2 separate regions of the Ovis aries genome follow, and region 1 is linked to region 2. A link is a contact called in public Hi-C data. All regions are on one chromosome and are shown on one strand. Each heading gives the region's core, a stretch centred on a gene start, on an enhancer-like site or on the middle of the called end of the contact. The rest is flanking DNA. Distances are from core to core; before and after follow the strand shown. Region 1 holds the start of BBOF1 (basal body orientation factor 1). Region 2 holds the start of RIOX1 (ribosomal oxygenase 1).

What was found. Hi-C and Micro-C count contacts between places; a contact is called where the count stands out from the background.
Region 1: a Hi-C map of muscle shows a contact between it and region 2, with 2.9 times the contacts expected there. The contact joins the promoter of BBOF1 here to the promoter of RIOX1 in region 2. A contact is called at or near these places in 4 of 16 Hi-C or Micro-C datasets (hypothalamus, muscle and tail adipose tissue).

Annotation. Positions count from the first base shown.
Region 1 is chr7:83,471,600-83,476,972 of ARS-UI_Ramb_v3.0, reverse strand. It overlaps BBOF1 (basal body orientation factor 1), which reads right to left and starts at 2,581. Exons shown (of 12, transcript XM_060418293.1): 1 at 2,408-2,581; 2 at 1-149. The coding sequence starts at 2,481. ENTPD5 (ectonucleoside triphosphate diphosphohydrolase 5 (inactive)) reads left to right here and starts at 2,689. Exons shown (of 18, transcript XM_060418334.1): 1 at 2,689-4,173; 2 at 4,835-4,913.
Region 2 is chr7:83,020,372-83,026,367 of ARS-UI_Ramb_v3.0, reverse strand. It overlaps RIOX1 (ribosomal oxygenase 1), which reads right to left and starts at 2,046. Exons shown (of 1, transcript XM_015097175.4): 1 at 1-2,046. The coding sequence starts at 2,006. The coding sequence ends at 33. The region is part of intron 15 of HEATR4 (HEAT repeat containing 4); the gene reads left to right.

The sequences.
Region 1 (5,373 bases), core at 1,332-3,831, 450 kb before region 2:
TCTTTAATTCTTCATTACATCTTGCCAGTCTCCGGGAAGTATCACGATACTCAATCCTAGAAAGTTCTGTGACTTCCAGCCTGGCCTCCCAAAGGGAGGCATTGGCCTTGGCTCTCTCCACAACAGATTCCTCAAGTTTTATGATCTTCCTGCACAGGAAGAGGACATCAACAGCATATAACTATTTCTCTACTATATTAGTATTACACCTTTCTCTTTATTATAATTTATTTTGCTTGGCATTTGCCTGGCACACATGAGCAAATATTGTTGGATGAATGAGTTAGTAAGAAATATATATGGTCTATTGCCCTCAGTGTTTCTCATTGTTGATATGTGCACTGTAGATGAATGGGCAAAAATAGAAAACATATGCTAGCGAGTTCTAGGAATGTGACAAGCCATTGGCACTTCCAGAAAATGAAAGACTAACCATGCAGTTATTTTTTTTAATCACACTGTAGTATACTTATATTAATACACTAGGGGGAAAATTGCAAATAAATTTGTATATTGGGCTGTTATCTTAGGAAGAAGAAAAAGAATATTCCAAAATGATAGTAGTGGTTATCTCTGGATAATGGGATTACAAGTGGTTTTGTTCCATTTGACTTACCAGATTTCCTAAACTCTCTGTACTGAGCAGGCTTTACTCTCTTAAACAAATTACTGTATAAACTTTTCAAAGATCCCTTGTGGTCCCATATATAATGCTGTTGGACAAGATGTATGATTCCAGTGTGTCTAGGAACCACTAGGGTCATCCAATAAATGTAGTAGCAATCTAGCAGCAACTCCAAACCTGTGAAGCTTTAATGCTAGAGCAATCTTATCCACTTCAGAAATTCTCATCATTTGGGGAAATCTGAATACTCAAATCCTTTATGTTTTCCTTTGAACCAAAAGGAATCCTTGAAAAGGCCCAAGGAATTACTTCAATCACCCAGACATCCTTCAGGATGTTTAAGTGCCTCTCAACCACACAGCTGAGATGATCAGGTTACAGGCAAAAAATAATGAAAACAGAGCACTACAGCACAGTTCTTGCGGGGACCGGGTGGGGTGTGGGGAAAGATCCAAGCTGAAGCATACAGGAGCAGATATCTTAATTTAACAAATATTAAGCTTCTTCTATGATTCCGACACTCTTCCAGGTGCTGGAGATAAGGTGAATAATGCTTAGTGCATTATTTGGGTCTTGAGGAGGATTTCCCAACTACTAATATTCTGAGCCACATGATTCTTTATCTGGAGTGGGGCTGGAGGTTGTTAATGTGCACTGTAGGATATTTAACAGTATCCTTGGTCTGACAGCTAAGGTGGTAAAAAATCGCCAGGAATGCAGGACACGCCGGTTCGATTCCTGGGTCAGGAAGATCCGCTGGAGAAGGGATCTTCTCCACTCCAGTATTCTGGCCTGGAGAATTCCGTAGACTGTATCATCCACGGGGTCGCAGAGAGTGGGACACGACTGAGCGACTTTCACTCGGTCTCTTATCCGCTAGAGGTCCCCAGATGTGACAACCAAAAATGTCTCCTTGACAAACGTCCTCAGGGAGTCAAAAATTAACCCCCTCCCAGCTAAGAATCACTGGTGGCAAACAGTGCTGTCCAATAGAACTTTGTGACGTTAACACTATCTAGACTGTCCAATACAGCCACCACTAGCCACACAGGCCTACTGAGTACACGCAATGTAGCCGGTACAAACGAGGATCTGAATTTTTAGTTTAATTTTAACGAATCTTAATAGCCACACATGACCGGTGACGACACTATTGGACAGCACAGGTCTAGAGGATCTCCGACCTTCAATTCCAGTGTCAGAACTAACCCTTCCTCCTCACTTTTAGATCTTTTCCCCTCCACTTATTTCATTCGGTCCTCAGTCAGTCAGTTCAGTCGCTCAGTCGTATCCGACTCTTTGCGACCCGGTGGGCAACAGCACGCCGGGCCTCCCTGCCCATCACCGACTCCCGGAGTTTACTCAAACGAACGGCCGTTGAGTCGGTGATGCCATCCAACCATCTCATCCTCTGTCGTCCCCTTCTTCTCCCGCCTCAACCTTTCTCAGCATCAGAGTCTTCAAATGAGTCAGTTCGGTCCTATGTTACTTCAATTCTTGGGGAACTTATCTGCCTCCTCGTTAGTACACTCCACATGGGCAGGGGCTGTGTCTAAAAGATTTCAGGGTCCCAAATCTCAACACTCCGGTCTTAGTTGAAGCGGTGGGGGGTATGGCATGCTTTTGGGGAATTTCTGGGCAACGGAGCCGTCCTTCTCAGAAGCTGGGAGAGCAAGGGGAGGGTCCGGGAGGGTAGCGGGGAAAGGGCGCCAGTTGGCCGGGACCTGCGAATCTCCGGAGGGCAGGCCCCGGAGCAGGGACCCCAGCGTGGCTTCCCCTTACTTCTTCTTCTTGTCTTTATCTTTGCCTTTGTCTTTGCCCTTCCCTTTCTTTTTGTCCTTCCCCTTAGCCGGCATCCTGGCTTCTCCGGGGGCTCAGCTGCCGTGGTCTTGTCTCCGCGCCGCCCAGGCCCGGCCTTGTCTCCAAGGACACCACCAAGCCGCGCAAGTAACGATCAGCTCGAGCCGTTGCCGGCGCGCAGAGAGCGCACGCGCCCGTGACGTAGCCCCGCCCCTGCCCCGCCCCCGGGGCCCAGTCCACTGGCCAGGCGCGGGGGGCGGGGCGGAGACCGGCTGAGGGCGGCGGGCGGCCGCGCCGTGGTGGCGCGCGCCCGGTGAGTGTGCGAGCGCGGGCGCGCCGGTGCATGACTGGGGTCGGGGCTGGGCGGGAGAGGAGGCCGGAGCCGGCCGGCCACTGGCCGCCGGCGGCGGCGCGACCGTAGAGGCGCTCTCCCGTGAGGAGGCTGGACCCGCCGCGCCCCTTTCGTCGGAGCGTCGCCCCCGCCGGGTTCACAACGTTTCCTCGTCTTGCCCGCGCGTCCTCTCCTTCCCTCGCGCCGCAGCCAGCGTGGCCGTGGCCGCCCAGCTCTCGTCCCGTCTCCGCCCCTCCCGAGGCCACCTGGCTCTTTTAGTTTCCTTCTCCCTCTCCTGGCTCCTAACCCTTGCTGGTTCTGTAAGGGATGGCGCAGCCAGCGGGCTTCCCAGGCCAAACATGTTTCGATGAGGCAGTTGAGGACTTGTCCGAGGGTGGTGGGTGGTTTGGAGGGTGAGGCGGGCGGCGCGCGGGTATCGGGGAGCCTGGGGGTCGGAGAGGCTCCGGGGCCTCGTGGAGAGCCCTTGAAGAGGAGTATCCCGGTGTCAGGTCCCGTTCTGTCCTGTCGCTGCCGTCCCCAGATTCCCATTTGCTAATAACCTGCGCGTGCTGCCCTCCCTTTTCCGCGAGTCGCGTGAATTTGAAAGCTCTGGCCTTTTGCTGTGTTGTTTTTGTTTTGGTGTCGTCACCTCCCCTCGCCCCAACCAACACCGCGCACACCTGTGAAAAGGAGTAGTACTCAGAAGGATGGTTTGCGTTTTTTCAGAGGAGGAGCTCTGTGATCATGCCTTCTTCATTCAATGAGTTTGTCCGTGAGTCATCTAGAAAGACAGGGGATTCTGGGGACCGAGACAACAGTTAGGAAACTTGGGATTGAAGCTCTGCTGTGCATTAGTCTCCCTTTCAAATTGAATGTAAAAATTTCCGTAAAAACTTCATTGTGCGTCTTCTCCATTTCTCTAAGGAGAAAATCCCTGCAACCTTTCTAGATGTCTCTGATTCAAACCTTCCCCCTCCCCCGCTTTTTTTCCCAGCTACATCGTTGATGTGTCTGAATTGAGTGGTTAAGAGGGAACTTGCTGATTGTTAATATTAATAAGCACTGAAAATCTTAGCCATGCCATCTGCTGGCATGATAGTGGCTTATTGTATTCCTGGTGCTTCCCCCTCGCCCCAATTTGCATTACACACTTCCGTGGGTCCATGATGGAATTACCATACATTGAAGAGGTTTATTCTGACATAGAATCTATAAAGTTATGATTGATTTTATATGTCTGCGTGTTAAGTCACTTCAGCCGTGTCCAACTCTTTGCGACCCCATGGACTGGAGCCGGCCAGGCTCCTCTGTCCATGGGATTCTCTAGGCAAGAATACTGGAGTGAGTGCCCTTCTCCAGGGGATCTTCCCCACCCAGGGATGGAACCCACCTTCTCTAATGTCTCCTGCATTGGCAGGCGAGTTCTTTACCAATTTCTTTACCACTTGATATGTGCAGGGTTCTGAAAATGTACCCTACTGATAACTTGCAGAAAAGAGAGTGTAGGATATCTCCTATTAGAGGCTTTATATTTAGAATTCATTCTAAAAAATTGGTTACTGTGAACCTGAAATTCAGTCCAAGTCATCTGTTGTCTGTAGACTCATTTATAAACACGAAAACTTGACTGTAGTAAGATTATTTCTTAATATATGTGCATAATACTTTAGTTGCATGTACTTCTTAGTTATTTTATCATACAAAATATATTTTGTTTTACTTTAAGTTTGACTTTGCAGTTAAAACTGTTGTGACTTGAATATGGCTAAGAGAAATGCCCAGATTCACACTATAGTAGAGGTAGTTCTAGAATCTACAGTCTTCTGAACCTCTGCATCCTCTGCCAAAGAACTGGATGTTATTATTCAATCATCCATTTGTAAAAGTAGGAAGTATTTAGCAGTTCATCTGGTAGTATTTCCTTTCATACATTCTTGTAGTTTTACTATGAGGTTTATTTCATTGAATAAATTTGCTTTGTTTTATTGTTTAGAATGCTAATGCTTTTAAAAGTTGGGATAAGCACTTGGTACTTTTTTGACTTGGTTTTGTAATTTTTTTTTTCTTTTTCCGCCCAGTGTACTTAGTTCCTGGTTAACATAGAAATGCGGAGTGTCTTGGCCGAATCCTCACGCAGACAAGATCATTATGGTCCTGGTAGGTAGGGCAGGAATCTGAATGTAAGGTAACATCTCTGCTGTCTTAAAGCTGTAAATGTGCTTCTTTTGCTCTGGGGTTGTTTTGTTGTCGTTGTTGTTGTTTTTCCCAAATTGGATTTTCTGTCTTTGCCAAATAATATCAACTTTTCTATTGTCCCATTGATTCTCATATCATCAAGTGTGGAGTTGCTCAAAAAGCCAAATAAGAACTTAAGACTATATCTCAAAATTATTTTAAAACTACATATTGTTATTTCTTTTTTTTTTCTTCCAGTAGCTCCAAAATGAGGTTTACTCTGTAAAGGCATCTGTAGCTTTATTCTGGTTTAGCTTGGAGACCGAGTTTTGACACCAGATTCTCAGCTTCTCTGTCCACCTGTGCAAATCAGATCTCAGAGACAGAATTTTGGGTGAAGTAAAAAAGAAGAGCTTGTTGCTTTGCCAGGCAAAGGGGGGCA
Region 2 (5,996 bases), core at 797-3,296:
GTTTTATTTCTGGCATTTAGTGAGTAACTAGTTCAGGTTAGAGGCATCTTGGTGAGCAGCAGCCCCTTATCATATAACATGGTTGCCAAGGAAAGCTGGTCCTCCACAGTGTCACAGGGCAAGTCCCCTACTCGCACAAACTCTGGGTAGGAGCGAAGCAAGAGTTCCATGGCATCAGCTTGCTGGGGGTATATCTCCAAGCACTTAGGCTCTTCCAGGTGATAAACTCGGGAGTTCTCCACTGTGTAATAAAGAAACAAATGGCCCCCCTCACCCACCAGCCGAGCTATACCATCCTGAAGCATGTGCACTTCTGTTTCTGTTGTCAACTGGGCTCCCACGTTTACAGGTTCTCCAGCCTCCCAGCGAATTGGGAGCCCATAAACGCTTAGTGCCCTCTCCCTGTCAGTCAACACAGGGGGCAGAGAATCGTGGATGAAGTCTTTGGCTCGCTGGTCAGCCACAGCATCAACTGGGGCAAAGTGTCCCAAGCGGGCAACCAGGACCCGCACCTTCTCCATGAAAGCAGTTCTTCGCGGATCCTTGGAATCCGAATGCTGGGCCCCCATGTAATCCATAAAGTCTCGGGGCAGCCCCCTACGAAACTCCACATTTTCCTCCATTGCGGCCTGCACTGCCAGGGGCAGTACAGCCTCCAGGAAGTCGCCCCAAGTATTGCGCTGGTATGTGGACAAGGTCAAGTGCAGAGAGTGCACCCCATCCTGGCATTCGGCTTGGTGAATGAAACCTCGGGGGAAATAGAGCAAATCTCCAGGTTCCAGCACCGTCTGCAGCACCGGCTCTCCGAGGTCGTCCTGGCTGAAGTTGGGGCTGGACGTCAGGGCCAGTTCCTCGGTCGGCACCCGCGGTCTGTAGACCCGCCAGAGTTTCCTACCTTCCAGCTGCAGCACGAAAGCCTCGATGTCGTCGTAGTGGGGGGCAAAGCCCTGCGAGTTGGGGGGAGTAAGGTAAACGTTGGAGCCTGCCATACTTCCGAACTGCTCCTGGAGCACGGCCAAAAACTGCCACACGGTGGTGGAGAAAGCCTGCGGACAGAGGAGGCGCAGGGAGCAGCCGGCCCGGTACAAGGACCACGCGGCGGCGGGCAGGGCGCGGCCGGGAGGGTTCAAGGTCTCGCGCCGCCCATTGACGTAGCGCGCGGCGTCCAGGTGCTGCCCGAATTGCACCTCCTCGTTGCGCAGTATGGAGTCGAGGTCGGCGGTTGAGAAAAGACCCTGGTAGTAGCTCTGGTCCTGCCGCCGCACCAGCACTGCCTCGCGCTCCCACAGGCGCCGGTAGAAATGGTCCGGCGGCATGGGCGCAATGAGCCACTCGAAGAGGCGTGCCGCCCGTCGCCGGCTGCTAGGAATGCGGTTCAGCTCGGCCAAGATGCGCTGCAGCGGGGAGTCCCAGGGCAGCTCCTCGCCCGTGCTTTCCCCCTGCGGCCCCGACAGCGTGGCAGGAGCCACGGACGGCGGGACGGCCGCCGTGTGCTGGGCAGAGCACAGCAGGGCCGAGGTCTCCACCAGGCGCGCGGACGGCCCCGAAGCCGGCACCAAGCGCGCGGGCAGCGCCGACGCCTCCAACAGGCGCACCGGCGGGGTGTGAGCTTCCACCAAGCGTGCCGCCGGGGTCTGCGCCTCCACCAAGGAGCGGGGAGTCTGCAGGGAGCGGGACGCGGGCGAAGCCTCCAGCAGCTCCGCGGGCCCGAGCTGGCCGTGCGGCTCCCGCCCGTTCGCATCCGAAAGGGCCGCCGCTCCTCCCGCCAGCGGGTCCCCGGGTTCAGCGACCGTCGACTCCACCCTTGAGTCCTCCAAGTCCTCGCTCTGCAGCGTCTGGGCCCTGAGCGCGGCCATTCGGGACGAGACACTTCTCCTCAGCTGCCGTCGGATCTTTCTGGGCCTCAGGGGCAGGGCCAGGACCGACCCGCTATGTGGCTGTTGCTGGCGCCGGCGTCTCAACCGCCCGCGTCTCAGCAGCCCAGCGCTAGCCCTGAGCCCGTCCATGGTCCGAGCCTCCCGCTAGCTCAGCGGGAGACGGCCGGAAGCCGGCTCACGCACGCGGCGGCCGCAGTGTACTCTGGGAAGGGGGCGGGCCTCCAGCTGCCTTCAGGTTGTCCACGCCCACCATTTTTCCTCCGGCGCTTCCCGCTTCCCCAGTTAGAAAACGTTAAATTCTCGGGTTCGCCTAGAGCCGCGGAGTCTCTGCCAAGTTGACATTGGTTCCGTATTTAGAGGGCAACTTAAAAATCAGATTGTCAGGGACTCCAGGAAAAAGTTGCGACTTAACTCTCCTTTTCTTCCTGTGTCTGCAGATTGCAGTGTTCACAGGCTTGTCCCCGTTTCCGAATAACACGTTGCCCAGCAGCTTTGCATGAGAAAGCTGACAATTCTTGGTTTCAAGGATTGCACTCAGGCAAAGTTCTAAGTTCAGACTTTTGGTCCATCTGGTCCTCTTTACAGATATCGATTGAAGCCCTAAATTACGCCGCCTAACTTCCCTTTGTCCTCTCTTCATTACAAATTTTCAGTCATAGCCCTATCTCCCTGAAGAAAAAAAAAAATCCATGGACTTTTCTACTTGTATTTCTTTTTTAATATAACAAATGTTTACTGACTACCTACTAAGTGACAGACATCGCGACAGCATGGGGTAACAATCATAAGCAAAACAATGAAACATTATTACCTGTCTTCTTGGGACTTATTTCCGAGGACAAAATCAACATGCGAGATAATGCACAATCCTTTTTCTTCCCTTCATCTTTGCGAGTTTGATCCAGCTCAAACTTCAAGATCATGGAATGTTTTCTGACTTAATTCCATATTCAGTAAACATGCTGACTTTACCTGCGCAGGGCTTCTCTGGTGCTCAGCTGGTAAAGAATCGGCCTGCAATGCGGGAGAACTGGGTTTGATCCCTGGATTGGGAGGATCCCTGGAGAAGGGAACAGCTAAAAAGCCTCTTGATGAAAGTGAAAGTGGAGAGTGAAAAAGTTGGTCTAAAGCTCAACATTCAGAAAATGAAGATCATGGCATCTGGTCCCATCACTTCATGGCAAATAGATGGGGAAACAGTGGAAACAGTGTCAGACTTTATTTTTGGGGGCTCCAAAATCACTGCAGATGGTGACTGCAGCCATGAAATTAAAAGACGCTTACTCCTTGGAAGAAAAGTTATGACCAACCTAGACAGTATATTCAAAAGTAGAGACATTACTTTGCGGACTAAGGTCCATCTAGTTAAGGCTATGGTTTTTCCTGTGGTCATGTATGGATGTGAGAGTTGGACTGTGAAGAAGGCTGAGCACCGAAGAATTGATGCTTTTGAACTGTGGTGTTGGAGAAGACTCTTGAGAGTCCCTTGGACTGCAACGAGATCCAACCAGTCCATTCTGAAGGAGATCAGCCCTGGATTTCTTTGGAAGGAATGATGCTAAAGCTGAAGCTCCGGTGCTTTGGCCACCTCATGCGAAGAGTTGACTCATTGGAAAAGACTCTGATGCTGGGAGGGATTGGGGGCAGGAGGAGAAGGGGACGACCGAGGATGAGATGGCTGGATGGCATCACGGACTCGATGCATGTGAGTCTGAGTGAACTGCAGGAGTTGGTGATGGACAGGGAGGCCTGGCGTGCTGCGATTCATGGGGTCACAAAGAGTCAGACACGACTGAGCGACTGAACTGAACTGAACTGAACCCACTCCAGTATTCTGGCCTGGAGAATTTCATGGACTGTATAGCCCATAAGGTCGCAGAGAGTCAGACAAGACTGAGTAATAATCATTGTCACTGTTACCTGCCCAACCCCCCAACTCCCCACCAACCCCCCACTGTCCTGGTCTGTGTGGCAGGTTGAAAAAGAATTTCCAGACATGAGGCAGAAAGAGAGAAGAATAAAGTTTGTTAGAGCGGGACAAGCTGTTAGAACAGTGAGCCAGCTTAAGGGAGAGCCGAACGTTTTTTCAGGCTAGCAGCCAATTTTTATAGCTTCAAGATAGAGAAAATTCCTACTGGAATGGTGGCATTAGGTGATTGGTTAGAATGCTATAGGGTGGATAGTAGGGTGGGTATTTTATATAATATGAAGTCTGGGAACTGGCCAGTTTTGATCCAAAAGCTCATGGCAACAGTTGCTATGGGGCTTGGTCAGGTTCAGAGAATTTTATCCTGTGAACTTTGTAAGGGACTCCACACCTGTGACCTTGGTGTTGGGCTCACATCCATCCCAGTAGGAAAACACAGAATTTCCTTTGGATGACCATTCTTTGTCTTACACTCAGTTGCTATGGATCAGGTGGGGCTCCACTTGGGCTCCAGAAGTGCTGCAGAGCACAGTGAATGCTCCAGACTGTGGAAGGCCTGGAACATCACTGGAATCCAGTATCCTAAGGCCACATTGATTGGCTTGTGCTTAACCACGTGATCCAAATTTCTCCATTCCAAGTGAATCAAGGGAGCTTTGCTCTACAGACAGGCTGCCAGAGATTCTGGAGTCCACATGCAGAGGTGAGCAATATCCTCATCATTTTTGGTGGCAATTGAGCATCCATCCAAGAAAATTCCTGTGTCCCCAGACTGCTGTGGGAGACCAACTTTTGAGTTCCGCGTTTTCGCTCCAAGCTGCTCCTGGTGTTTAAGAAGAACTGCAAGCTGCACCTTGGGCCAGGGTCTCTCATCAATTACCTGCCCTGAGCCCAGCTTTCTTGGGTGGGAGGCGTGGAGAGGGGGCCGAACTGAGATTCATGAAGGGAATCGGGGCTATTCTTGTATTCTTGATATCTGCCCTTCCCACCCCCTCTGGAATTCTCTTTTATTAGCTTTAGCTTCTCTCTACAGAATCTTCAATCGCACCTCCTCTGAACCTTAAATCAATTTCTTGAATCTGGGCCTCTCATTTTGTTGGGGCCAGTGTGAGGAAAGCAGGAGAGACTCCATCTTGAAGCCTGTCATCCATCTTAAAGACAGGATGTGAGCTGGGCCTGAACCCTGCCCAAGAGTGAGGAAACCATTGCTAGTGAAAACCCGGTCTCCTGGAGACTTCCCTCCCTACAGATGACAAACGGAGACTGTAGTTGAAGTCGGGCTGCCCCTGTTAGATTAACCATGGAGACATCCCCCCTTGATGTATAGTCATTGGCAGCCAGTTCAGACAATTCAGTCCCTCAGTTGTGTCTGACTCTTTGTGACATCATGGGCTGCAGCACGCCAGGCCTCCCTGTCCATCACCAACTCCCAGAGTTCACTCAAACTCACGTGCATTGAGTTTACACCCTTGCAAGCAGTTATGAACATGTTAGACTTACATCAAGTTACTCTCTCAGATCTCAGTAATCTCATCTGTAAAGTGGGAATAGTCATTGAATATACTTCTTCATAGAATTGTTGTGAGGATAAAATAATGGATGCAAGGCACTTAGTGCAGGATCTGGTAAAGGTCTACACACTTTAAAAATTGTAGTTATAATTATTATTATGAAACAAAGCCATGGACGATGGCTTTGGTGCCTCTGGCCCAGTTCGGAGGATCTAGGAGTGCAGGAGGCAGAGAAGTACTTTAGTTGGGCAAGATGACAGCATGAAATGGGGAGATTATTCATGCACATGCCCTGTGGAAGTTTAAGTGGGTCACTGGGGCCATATCAGACAAGGCCATTGTGTGAGATATCACTCTGCAGTTACCTGGCCAAGAGCCAAAGGCCAAAATAAGGGTTGAAACCAACTGATGTTCTCCTGGAAAGTCCTGTGCCCTAATCTAGGGCTGCAGTGTCTGAAGGAAGGGCCAGCAGAGGGGGAGCCCTCTTCCTAATTGACAAACAGGCTGTGTGTGCTTGCCTGATAACAAGATTTTCTGGGGAAATACTGCAATGGGCAAGTTAAGGCTGTCACTGGCAGCTGTGTTTTTTCAAAGAGAGCAGTTTTCAAAATAAAGTGGACCCATCCTATAGTGAACTGGGGGGATGAGCTATGCTTCTTGGCTGGCAAAGCTGGGGAATAC